Linked DNA regions of Rattus norvegicus: region 1 is linked to region 2. A link is a contact called in public Hi-C data. All regions are on one chromosome and are shown on one strand. Each heading gives the region's core, a stretch centred on a gene start, on an enhancer-like site or on the middle of the called end of the contact. The rest is flanking DNA. Distances are from core to core; before and after follow the strand shown.

Evidence for each region. A called contact is a pair of places that touch in the nucleus more often than the background predicts.
Region 1: a contact with region 2 is called in a Hi-C map of Schwann cells, with 5 times the contacts expected there. The contact joins the promoter of Pitpnc1 here to the enhancer-like site in region 2. A contact is called at or near these places in 2 of 12 Hi-C or Micro-C datasets (Schwann cells and mammary epithelial cells) and 1 of 1 datasets of contacts at active chromatin or transcription factors (oligodendrocytes).

What each region holds. Positions count from the first base shown.
Region 1 is chr10:92,926,762-92,933,126 of GRCr8, reverse strand. It overlaps Pitpnc1 (phosphatidylinositol transfer protein, cytoplasmic 1), which reads left to right and starts at 4,783. Exons shown (of 10, transcript NM_001427419.1): 1 at 4,783-5,612. The coding sequence starts at 5,565.
Region 2 is chr10:92,778,587-92,785,191 of GRCr8, reverse strand. The region is part of intron 2 of Pitpnc1 (phosphatidylinositol transfer protein, cytoplasmic 1); the gene reads left to right. Among named protein-coding and RNA genes, the nearest start is that of Nol11, 140 kb to the right of the region's middle. Within about 2 kb of position 4,546, at least 1 of the 93 cell types and tissues checked has an H3K27ac peak or open chromatin away from gene starts, as enhancers often do. A contact at or near this core is called in Schwann cells, where this site is marked.

The DNA.
Region 1 (6,365 bases), core at 3,534-6,033, 150 kb before region 2:
TCAAAATGTCGGATGATGACTCCTGGTCTCCTCATGCATGAGCGTGTGTCCACATGTATCTCCTCCCACTACAGACAGGCAACCACACACAGTCAGGGGGATTCCACATTAGAGTGGGTCTTTCGTACTTCTTCAGCATGAGCTGGTCACAGCAGATACCACCTTAGCTAAGCGATGAAGGTTGAGATTAAGGCAAAGAGGAGGGGCTCACCAGGGGTTACTTGGGCAGTACAAAACAGAATGGGAATGACAATGGGAGTTACCCTTCCTTCCTTCCTTCCTTCCTTTCTTTGGAGACAGGGTTTCACTGTCCAGCTCGTGCTGACCTGGAACTCACTATATATAGACTATGGCCTCCCGATCTGCCTGCTTCTGCCTCCTGAGTACTGGGATTAAACATGTGCACCATTTACTCTGGGAACGATTTTTAAAATTATTACTATTATTACTATATATTTTTGTTTAAAGGTTTATTTTATATAAGTACAATGTCACCGTCATCGAGACACACCAGAAGAGGGCATCGGATCCCATTACAGATGGTCGTGAGCCACCATGTGGTTTCTGGGAATTGAACTCAGGACCTCTAGAAGAGCAGTCAGTGCTCTTAACCACGGAGGCATCTCCCCAGTCCTAGAATTATTATAGGTGTGCATAAATGTGACTTTTCCACGTGTATCTGAGGGCCTTCAGAGCTAGAAGAGGATGTCAGATGCCCTGGAGGTACAGGCGGTTGGGAGCCTCTTGATGTGGGCGTTAAGAACAGAACTGGCGTACAACAATGTCAAGCAACCAGAGCTTCCAGGGACTAAGCCACTACCTAAAGACTATGCATGGACTGACCCTGGACTCTGACCCCATAGGTAGCAATGAATATCCCAGTAAGATCGCCAGTGTAAGGGGATGCCCTGGGTCCTGCTAAGACTGAACCCCCAGTGAACTAGACTATGGGGGGAGGGCGGCAATGGGGGGAGGGTTGGGAAGGGAACACCCATAAGGAAGGGGAGGGGGGAGGGGGATGTTTGCCCGGAAACCGGGAAAGGGAATAACACTTGAAATGTATATAAGAAATACTCAAGTTAATAAAAAAAAAAAAAAAAACATGAGTCTTAACTCAGAAAATAATTAAAAAAAAAAAAAAAAAAAAAGAACAGAACTGGCATCCTCTCTAACAGCCAAGTGCTCTCAACCACTGTGCCATCTCTCCAGTTCCCAATGGCTACTTTTTTCTTTTTAAATCATCTTCTCTCAACCCTTTCTCCTCCCCACTGCAGAGCTAGAAGAAACCAGGTCTTGAGCAGGATGAGAGATCTCCTATTGAACTACACCTCAGCCTCCCCCTCCCCCATGCAACCCCTTTGGACAAGTTGAAAATCAGTCTCTAAACCTCCAACCCCCGAGCTTGCTCTTCTAGAGGCTGAAAGTCAGTCCCAATCAAGTTCGGAGTAATTAGACCCTTGCATAGGACCAATGGATCTTACACTGATTCCTGGTCGCCCCCTCCTCAACACGGCCAAATGCTGGATGGTGGAGGGTTGACATATTTAATCAGTGAAACCAAGAATTCTGTTCTTATCTTTCAGTGACTTCCATAACAAAGTGCCATCTGTCCTAAGACGTGAAGTCAACGCGTGATGCCTTTACTTTCCCTGTGCCCTACCCTCATTTTTACATTCGACCGCCGACAACTGCAGTTGATGGAACCTCTTATCAACCATTACCATGATAGCGTTGCCCTCCGTCACCTTGAAAAGGAACAGGTATGGCTGGGAGGTGGTGGCACGTGCCTCTAATTCCAGCACTCTGGAGGCAGAGGTGGGCGGATCTCTGAATTCAAGGCCATTCTGCTTTGCAGAGTGAGTTCCTGGACAGCCAGGGCTACTCAGAAACTCTTTGCATCCAGAATCATCATCAACAACAACAAAATGGAGGAAGGAAGGAAGGAAGGAAGGAAGGAAGGAAGGAAGGAAGGAAGGAAGGAAGGAAGGAAGAATTGTCATTTATTTGGGGCTGCTGAAGGCAGAACTTGAAACGCTTGCAAGCACCCACTTTTGATCACTAGATGGCACCCTCTTCCCCAAGACTAAATGAGTTATGAATGAACTCTTCCTAACCCCAGACCACGAACCATAGTAATGAATCCTAGCCGCCCCTAATTCCCGCCCAGATTGTTTATGTCCCGTCCTCTCTTCCTCATTCCATCGGGTCCACAGGTTCCCATATGTTTCCTGTAGTATTTACGTTAACACAGGCACCTCTAGTATTGCGTCCTCAACAATTCAGCACATTGCTGTCGGCGTTACTTTCCATAACATATACATGGGTAGTCAATGCTTGGCTTTAAAATGATGTCGAGGGGTTGGGGATTTAGCTCAGTGGTAGAGCGCTTGCCTAGCAAGCACAAGGCCCTGGGTTCGGTCCCCAGCTCCGAAAAAAAAAAAAAGAAAAAAAAAAAAAAACAGTAAAATGATGTCGAGAGGCCAGGGATGGCATGAAGGGTTCTCCGAGAAGGCAATGGGACGGGCAGAAGGATCGAGGCTGAAAAAACGGAGTTTTTTTTTGCAGGCATTAGGATTAAGAAATACTAATGGGCTAAAGTGGGAGAGACAGTCTCAGAGCCTGGAGCATCCTGTTGTCAGGCCTTCAAGGTGCTGGGTTAGAGCTGTGCTTGCACACTTAGTGAGAGCAGGCAATAGAGGCGCTGAGTAAAAAGGGAAAGACAATGCATGGGGGGGGGGGCGTCACCTTGGTAACAGGAGGTGGAAGAAAAGCAGAGTCACCCAGCAGTGTCCGGGTTCCCTGTCCGGGGATTCACCCTCCCATGGATTAGAAAACACTACTGTAGGGGCTGGGGATTTAGCTCAGTGGTAGAGCGCTTACCTAGGAAGCGCAAGGCCCTGGGTTCGGTCCCCAGCTCCGAAAAAAAGAACCAAAAAAAAAAAAAAAAAAAAAAAAAAAGAAAACACTACTGTACTGAATACTTGCAAAGTTTCCCGTCTGTCCTTATTCTCTGAACAAGGTAATATAGCAACTACGTAGCTAGCATACAAGTTGCCTTACACAGTATTAGCAGTCTAGAGATAACTAAAAATGCACAGAAGGGTCTGTGTAAAGGTTATTTAATGCCACTCCACTAAGAGGAAAGGAAGAAGGAAAACAGCTTGTGTTTTTCTTTCTTTCTTTCTTTCTTTCTTTTTTTTTGGTTGTTTGTTTTTGTTTTTGTCTCACAGGTTTCCAGTTCAACTACCAGGTCAAATTTAGATGATCTACCTCAAAGGATGGTGGCAGACTATACTTTTAATCCCAGCACTTGGGAGGCAGAGGCAGGTGGGTCTCTGAGCTCAAGGTCAGCCCGGACTTCAAAGTGAGTTCCAGGACAACCAGTGCTACACGGAGTAACCCTATCTCAAAAACAAAACAAAAGCAAAAACAAACACAGTTCTCAAGGAATTCGGTTTGGCTTTAATTAGCTGCTGTAAATATTTCTGAGCCAACTATGGGAAGCATTTATCTAGAAAATATTTTTTCTTTGTTTCTTTCTTTCTTAACCAAAATATAAGCTAGAATTAGGGTGTCCTTTTCCTAGCAGGGTGGATCATGTTCCCTGAGTTCTAAACTTGGGTCATCTAGACAACTTTAGCCAGAGCCCATTCCCATTATGTTGCTTAGTGACCTACTGAGCATAATTTTAACATCTGTATTATTGAGGCCTGCATAGTCTGCCTTGCCCTATGCAAGCTCTATGGGTGGATACAGGTTTCCGGAGTTCACAAGCACACACACACACACACACACACACACGCACGCACATCTATACGTGAGAGCCAGTGATGCTTACAGATTATCCTCCTATAGGCACTGGATGCATATTTTTTTTCCATTTTTAGGAAAACAAGCTAAAAAAAAAAAGTCAGACAAATGAAAACCAGACTTCAGCAGTTACATGCTGCTTCCTGAGTAACCGAAGAATGTGCTTCTTGTGGTTAAAATGAGAGATCTGTTTAATATGGATGAAATACCAACACCCCAGGCATTTTAATTGACATTTCACTGTGACTTTTTGAACTTAGGAGTGCTGACACGAAAACCTATTCTTTCTGCTCTGGGAAGCTTGCAGTAGGATTGTAGAGCCAGGGAGAAAGAGGTAACAGGCAATCTCAATCTCAATCTCTCTCTCTCTCTCTCTCTCTCTCTCTCTCTCTGTGTGTGTGTGTGTGTGTGTGTGTGTGTGTGTGTGTGATGTGAGCGCGCGAGCATTTATACTTTGTTTTTACCAACACTGCTGGAGGATTCCGTCTTAAAAACATATTAGAAAAACATACTGTAAAACCATCACCTCTTTTGCCCTCGGCCTTGCCTTACCCTATCAGAGAGAAAAATGTTCGCTGTGAGCATTTGTAAAGACGCTCCCACCCCCAAAGTCAAGGGGCACTAGTGCACTTTGGAAACTGAGTTTCCAGAGCGACTAACTCGAGAGCCCCATGGCACCCAGAGTACATTCGAAAACAGATCCCAACGTTGTCAGAGTCCAGGATAGCCCCTCTTTGCGATTCTCTTCGTCGCTAGCCGCTCTAGGTTCTGGGACAGCCCAGGCTGTCTGGCAGCAGACGGGGAGAGACATGCTGTTTTGTTTAAATCCTCCACATTCTTTGCCATTTCCCCATTGGCCGGATGGGGCTACCCTCCCCGCCGCGGCCGCTGCTGATGTCAGCCTCGTCGCTCTCGCTCCTCCCGCACCCACCTCCCTGCCCCAGGCACACTGCAGCTCGGCGCGGACTCTCCAGTCGCGGCGAGCTGGCTGCAAACTCACGGGCACGCACGGAGCTCGCAGAGCCGAGGGACTCGGGGGAGGGGACGCGCGCAAGGCGCTGGCAGCCAACCGCCGAGGTTGAAGACACCCGGGGCCCAGAGCAGGGCAGAGCCCTGGCGGCCACGGTTTCCCTTCTCTCTCTCAGCTGAGCTCCGGAGAGACTCGGGGACTGGCCCTAAAAAAGAGCAGGAAATCTTGTTTACCGCCCGGGGAGAGGAGCCCATCGAGCCTTTGTTTGGAAAGTCAGCATCGCCGGCTCCCGCGGCAATGTGTTCCTGGTGACATTAACCCAGGGTAGACGGGTAGGAGAAAAGGGAGCTCGCCAGGTTCAGCTCTGCTTTCGGAGGAGGATCGAGAGGGCGACTTTTGTGCATTTGTTTGAATTTGTGGAAATCCCTTTTCCCCTTCCTTTTGCCTCTCTTGCCCGCCGCCGGGCATGTCCTGATCTGGTAGCCGCGCCTACCAGCCCGGGGCTGCTGATCGGAGCTGTCTCCCGCGGGTCTCCCTCCCTCAGTGCCTGACTTTGCAATACCGGGAGAGCTGATCTCTGCGAGGAAGGAGGCGGGGGAGTCACAGACACCGGGACCCGAAGCTTGACATGCTCTGGGGCGGACCGGAGGCAGTTAGGAGCTGAGCGCACCACCCCGGCTGCTTCGCTCTCCGGTTCCCAGCGTTTTTGCCCTCCACTGGGCTCCAGCCTTGCTCATCAGTTGGGACGCCCCCTTCTTTCCCGGGGTCCGCGGCCGGCAGGAACATGCTGCTGAAGGAGTACCGAATCTGCATGCCGCTCACCGTGGACGAGGTAGGCACCGCGCCCGGCCTCGCCCGCTTCGGGTCCCCAGCCGCCACCACTCGGCCGGCGGGTCCACTGCGTGCGGCGGGGAAACCCTGGCGCCCAAACCTGGAGGCTGTAAGGGGAGGAGGCTGGGGATTCGCTGTTCCCACTCGTCACCCCGGCAGAGGAAAGGAGGCGTGGGGGTGGGGCGGGGGAGTCCAGGTGAGCTCTTCGGGGACATCTAGAATCAGATTACTGGGGACCACAATGCGTCACAGGGAGCTGTTGCGCCCCCTCCCTCCAATTAAGCAAATGCACAGAGTACAAGACTCCAAGCATGCTCTGCAGCCGGAGTATCGGGGTACCCCGCCGTGGTGATAGCCACTGTCCCCATGTACCCTTTACGAGGTGGGTTTGCAGGGACATATCCCGCGCGGTCGGGATCTGCCGAGAGTCCCTCCTGGGGGCACGTCGGAGGCCTAGAGAGGGTCCGTTTAGAACCAGATTTCTCCTTGTCGCCTCCAGTCTAGGCGCTGGCTCCTGCCCAGTCCGAGCATCCAGGCTCCCTCCGGGACCTGGCTTGTCCTTTGCTGACCGCCTGGCTCGGAAACTTTCTGCGTGTCTCGTTCCTTCCGCGGCGGGGAGCGTGGTCTTAGGAAGAGCCCCAGTGGTGGGGCCCGCGGCGCGGCCACCGGAGGGCGCTCCAGGCCGTCGGGCCCAGCCCTCCCGGCTCTGAGTATCGGGGCTGCAGGGTAGGGGGCTCCCTGCTCAAGGGCTCGG
Region 2 (6,605 bases), core at 3,297-5,796:
GGGAAAAGGAGTCTCTTTAAGGGTGTGTGTCTGTGTGTGTGTGAGGGAGAGTATGTGTGGGGGAGGGAGAGGAGGATTGGAGAGGGTGATGCTGGGTGAACATGAGCAAGGAACCATGGTATATATATGAAAATCTCACAATGAAACTTACCATTTTGTACACTAACTACACCCAGGGCTATGCAACCAGACTCAGCTATCAACGTGGGCTCATGGGATTTGAACTCAGGTCCTCACGATTGTGCAGCAAGCACATTTCCCCACTGAGCCATCGCTCTAGTCTCTTCTAGTGTGCAGGTCTTTCATGACCCACAACGTCAGCCATCTATTTACACACTCTGGCCATTGTATACTTTTCTTTCGCAGAGTGTCTGTCTAGTTGGGTGCCATTTATCTTAGAAGTCCCCTCTTCTTTTCCAGGGACAGCAGGGTTATTCCATCCTCCAGCCCTTTTCACTAGGCGAGTGCCCTGTTGGCCGTGACTGACATTTTGGAGCATCTGGTGGATTTGGCTGGCCAGGTGTTAGGATATAAAAGCCCATCACATGGGCACCGTCACAATACTCTGACTGGTTGCCCTTGGGCCTTAGATCCGGTTCCTTTCACCAAGTAAGCAACATTTCTTGGCTCACCTACAAAATCCCTGGTTTCAACCTGACATCCAAGAGAGGAGACAAAATATTAGTCAGATTCCGGGATAGCGATTATAATTAAACTCTTCTCCTGGTAATGTGGGAGGTGCGTGTGGTACTGAATGGTAACTGTCACCTTCGGGGAATCTAAGGCCACCTAAAAGATAAGCCTCTGGACCCGTCTATGGGAGATTGAATCAGGTTAGCTTGGGGGTTAATTGAAGTGAGAAGACCAGGCCTAAATGAGGTCCCAGCCACTTGAAGAAGAGAACGGGACAGACATCAGCATTTGCCACGTTCTTCCTGCTCACTGTGGAGACAATCTGTCCAGCAGCCTAGGTTCCCTACCTCTGTGTCTTCTCCACCATGATGAACTGTACTCCTTGAGCCACAACAAGCTCTTGCCCCCTTAGGTTTGCTTCTAGGCAGGAGAAGTGTGTCTCATCAACAGGATGCATGCACAGCACAGCCCTTATTCTTCACGTTTCCCCACCATCCTGACTTCAGGATTAATTAGGCCATAACAGCATCTGTCCGTCAGGAAGACCGGCTTCCAGTGATGATCCCATTACCTTCCTGACTCGATGTGTACAAAGACAGCCATGTTCTTCCCTCCACATGGCCCTCGCCTTCCCCTGCAATCTCTCCAGCATCTAGCAACTTTTGTAGGAGAGGGCCAAGCTTCTAGAAGTCCTCACCAAGGATGCGTCATCACTGGCTGGCCCTGTTACTTAGCAGTAACTCTTGCAGTCTGTCTTTCCCATTTCTCCTTCTTGTGCGCCAACCTCTTCCTGATCTGTTGAGCAAGCCAATGCCATTTCCCAGATCCTCCTCAGAGTCAGCTCCATGCCCAGCAAAGCGTGGGTGGCTTTGTCAGAGCCTGCTGTCCAGGCAACAGGTGACAGAGAAAGTGTCAGACTCTCTGACCTAATTGCCTTTCTCCATGGATTCTCAGAGAATCTTCGTGGTCATTATTGATTTCTAGATACACAGAGATGATCCTCAGTCACTAGAAAATATTTTGCAGGACTGGGGAGATGGCTCAATGGGTAACATTGAGTTTGGGTTCCAGCAGCTATGTTAAAAGCCAGATATGGCTGTGAAGCCCACTAACTCTAATAATGATGGAGAGTGAAACAGGAGGATTGTGGGAACTCACTGGCCACAGCCAGGCTCCCAAGTTCAGTGAGAGAGCCTGTCTCAAGGAATAAGGTAAAGAGTGACAGATAGAGACCCTCCCCGCACATCCTCCTCTGGCGCCCACACATGTCCCACCCTCGGACACACACGTGCATGTACACCAGGCTCATAAGAACTAAAAATTGTGGAGTCTGGAGATGGAGTCAGTGATAAGAATACTTATGTATCAGGGCGAGATTCTGGAAACACACATATATACTTATGCATATGCACATACATATATGTACACATGCACATGCATGTACACATACACATATGTCAGCTAATGCCATTCTAGATGCCAGGGCTGCAACAATGAACAAAAGAAAGGTCTCCACGGGCTGGAGAGATGGCTCAGCAGGAAGAGAACTGACTGCTCTTCCAGAGGTCCCGAGTTCAATTCCCAGCAACCACATGGTGGCTCACAACCATCTGTAATGCCCTCTTCTGGTGCATCTGAAGAGAGAGACAGTGTAAATAAATCTTTGGAAAAAAAAAAAAAGAAAGAAAGGTCCCCACACTGTCAGGCCTTGCAGTCTAGTTGGGAAGAACAGAGAGTGCGCTCTAACTACAGTAATCAGAATATTATTTTAGACTCTATGGTCTATATACACTGTGTAAATAACATATCACACAATCAATATAGGGAGTGTCTTCATGGCTGCGTCATACACATGTGTATTTACAGATATGGGAAGAAACAGAAAGAAAGCCATTGAAGAGTACTATTGTTTGTGTGTGAGAGACTTCCTCCTTACCTGCTATTTCATTCTGTCCCCAACTTAATACTTGAGAACATGTCAGAAGTACTGCTGCTGCCCCCCTTCGGTCACCTCCATCCCTGCCCAACTGCCCCAGTGACATTCTAGCACGCATGGGGCCAGTGGATTTGCCTCGGGCCTGAAGATACTGCTGAAGTGAACAATTGGCTCCTTAAAGCTTCCGGCCTGCTGATGACATGGCCTAATGCGGTTCCAGCCCAGGCTTCCAAAGGCTTGTACCAGGCTAGCCCCTTTCCCTACACCCAATGCAAAAATCTCATTAAGATGTGAGCGATGTTTATGTTCAGATTCAGGGAGCTTGAGTTCTGCATAGTTTCTGCATGCGAAATTAAGGCAGACCCGCCTCTCACAGGAGAGGGCACTCTCGTCCGTAAACTCTGCCTTTCTGTGTTGCCGAATAACCACCACAGTAGGGGCACAAACGAGGGCTGGGAAGATGGCTCATGGGCGCCACCTGAACACAGGTGAAAAACCAGACACAGTGTGCTTGTCTGCAGCTTTAGCCTTGTTACATCGAGATGGGAGGTAGAGACAGAATCCCCAGATGCTCTAGAGCCAGCCCGGTATGCACAGCAGTGAAGAAGCGAGGAGGGGAATGGGTCAGCGTAGAGACAAAAACAGAGACTGTCACTGTATGTCCAGTTGAACAGGAGAGAGATAGAGAGACAGACAGACAGACAGACACAGAGAGACAGAGACAGAGAGACAGACAGAGACAGAGAGCATGTGAGTGCGTGCTCATACACACACACACACACACACACACACACACACACACCACTCACACGCATGAACAAATGCGGACAGAGTGTTCAAAGTCTGTGAGGAGCATGGACAAAAGCATCTAAGGACTGTGAGGCAGAGGCAGAGGCAGTGTCACCCACACAGCATGTTTTCACATTCCACAGTGTAGCGTTGCTAGGGCTCCAGGCTGTTAAGACAGGCCATTATAAGGGTCCATCCTGGCCCATGTGTGAAGCAAGGACTTAATTCAGACACTCTACCTTCCTAGAAAAGAGCCCCTTCTTTCCCATCTGGTAGTGACTTTGAGTGACAGACTTTCTCTCAGAATTGTGGGCTATGTGACAGTGTACATCATTTAAGTGACAACAGTGGCAGGGACTAATTTAATTCCATGTTCCTTTCAGGCCCCGCTAAATCATCACTGCAGGGAAAGATAAATTTCACCTTCTCAGGCCAGAATGATTCAAATAACGATGTGTTCTGGGGAAGCTGGGGCTGAAAGAAAGTCTGTTAGCGGGCTTAACAGTGCTTTAATGGCGCTGCGTTAGTCAGCTCTGTTGCCATAATCAAATACCCAAGGTAATGAACTTATAAAGAGTAAAGGGTTTTTGTAGCTCACAGTGTTAGAGGTTCTGGAACATGGTGGAGTGGGCCAAGCATCCGTGAGATGCCAAGTGTCAGTAGGGGAGGGGGCAGCATATGTCAGGAACTAAAAGGAGGAAGAGAGGGCTAGGGTTCCACATTCCCTGCTCCCCCTCCACCCCCCACCCAATAACCTAGCCTCCTCTCCTTGAACCACTTTTGACTTTTCCCAATAGCACCCCCCTGGGGACCAGGCCTTCAACACTAGTGCCTTTATGTGGAACTTTTTTATGTATTTTTTTAAAAATATAGGAGTGCTTTGTCCCAGAGAATTCATGGATTCATGCCAGAAAAAGGACCTCAGATCCCTATATAAATGATTGGGAGCCACCATGTGGTGGCTGGGAGTTGAACTCAGGGCCTCTGGAAGAGTAACTAGTGTTCTTAACCACTGAGCCATCTCTCCAGCCCTTGGGGAGAGTCTTTTGATATCTGTCCTAGTTTCTTTTCACGTCACTGTGGTATAATTCTCTGACAGAAGCAGTTTGAGAACGCTTCCAACCTCCAGCCCACCATAGTGAATGAGTCAAGGCAGCGGAAACTTGAAGCATTAGCCACATTCCATCCGTAGAAAACAAAGACCATAAGCTACTACTTGGCTCATTTTCTCCATTTTATACAGTCCAGGGTTCCTAGAAGGCATTGGTGCCAGCCACGGTGGTCATGTCTTCCCTAGTGTACTCAAGAGAATCCTTTCCAGGCAGGCCCAAGACCAGCTGACAGTTAACACTAACCACCACAGCACCCAGATTGTAGCAAACACATCTCAGAGCTTGTCACAAATGCCCCTGCCTTTAACCCGGTAAATGACTTAGACCAGGATCTTCTAATGGGTCGAGGGAGAACATTAACACGGAGTTGTAACTTCACCTTGACTGAATGATTATTTTTTTAGGGCCCCATGTCGAAAAAAATAATTGATGATGTCACTCCCTGACGTCTGTGAGGAGTTGTTGGGTGAATAGTAAAAATTAAAACTAGACTGTGGCGTCCTGGCTTTGGTAGAATTCGTCAGTCTCAATGAGTATGGAAACTGGCTGATTGATGGTTTTCATCTTCCTCCCACAATCTGATGGATGCTTAGGACAGTCGTTCTGCAGGGTTCTAGGATGATACAAGGGCTGGGTTATGGTAGATGTGAGAGGAGCACCCAGTAGATTTGAGGATACGTAAAATGAACATGGAACTGTTTCCTACAAGAGGACGGTGGTGAACAGGCCCAGAGCTGTAGGGAAATGCTCTTCCTTTGTCTAAGCTCAAAAGTTCTTTGTTCAACCCTGTTCATTAAAAGGATCAGAAGGGCTCTGAGGCAGTAGCTCAGATGGTGGGATGCATACCTAGCATGCTCAAAGCCCTGAGTGTCATCCCCAGAGACACATAAACCAGGCATGGAGCACACATCTGCAGCCCTCTCACTGCACCGGCCGAGGGAGGAAAACCAGAAATTCAAGGTCATCTGGGATAAGATAGTGAGTTCAAAGCCAGCCTGGAGTATTTGAGAATTTATCTTTAAAAAAAAAAAAATAAGTCACCAGAAAATGCTCCTATGACTAGAACCCACATGTCCCTCTACTGTTCACTGGTCCTGTGCTCTCGGTACAAACAAGGAACCCAGAGGAAGTCTGGCTCATGTGACTGGCGGCAAGCAAGCCAGCGGGATTTCCCTACCTCAGTTGCACTCCAGCGCCAGCCAGCGTCTGATGGACGCAGCCATCAGCAGAAACTATAAAAAGCCCCTGTCAGGGAGCAGCCATCCTTTGAGAAGTGTGAATGCAAGGTAATGAGCGGCTTCTGCAGAGACAATTTTATAGGAGCGAGAAATCCAAGTTCGAGCAGACTTAGGCAACGAGAAGGCATCTGCTCCCCCTTCACGGGACACCTGAGAGCAAAGCCCACCACAGCCGCTCCCTCACACAGCTTGGAGAGAGCTTGGGGTTGGGTTTTTTTTTTTTAACCTTTATTTGTTTGAACCCTAATAAACATCCCAGAACTTTGAGTGCGGTCTGGCAAGCTATTGAAAACACACATTTGTCTTTTTCAAATGTTAGGTTCTGGATTCTCTCAAGAGAGGGGGGGGATAGGGGTGGGAGGGACTGGAGAAGACATTCCGGCTGTGCTTGTCACTCATGCTCCACATCAGAGAAGGGAATTTCGAGGGCTTGTATTAGTTACCTTTCTTGTTGCCATGGAGAAATACCTGTCAAGTGATTGAAGGAAGAAAGGGTTTACTCTGGTTCACAGTGTTGCCGGTACCGTCCTTCATGGTGGAGAAGGCCAGGCAGCAGAGTGGGCAGCGGATGGCTGCATGGTGTCCGCCATGGGAAGCACAGGCTTGGACGCTGGTGCTGAGCTTGCAGATTCCTTTCCTGTCAATCCAGGATCCCGCCAGTGGGATGGTGCTACCCACATTAAAGTGGATCTCTCCTCCTCCTCCTCGGTTAAGCCTCTCCAGAAGCCACACGCACAAACACACACGCACACACTCACCCCAGACATATACATATGAGTGCGCGTGTGAACACATACACACAAAGACGTATCTCCTAGATGACTCTAAATCCAGTCAGGTTGACAAGGCAGATTAACCATCATACGGCATTGTTAGCTTGAAGTTTTCATTTCTTAG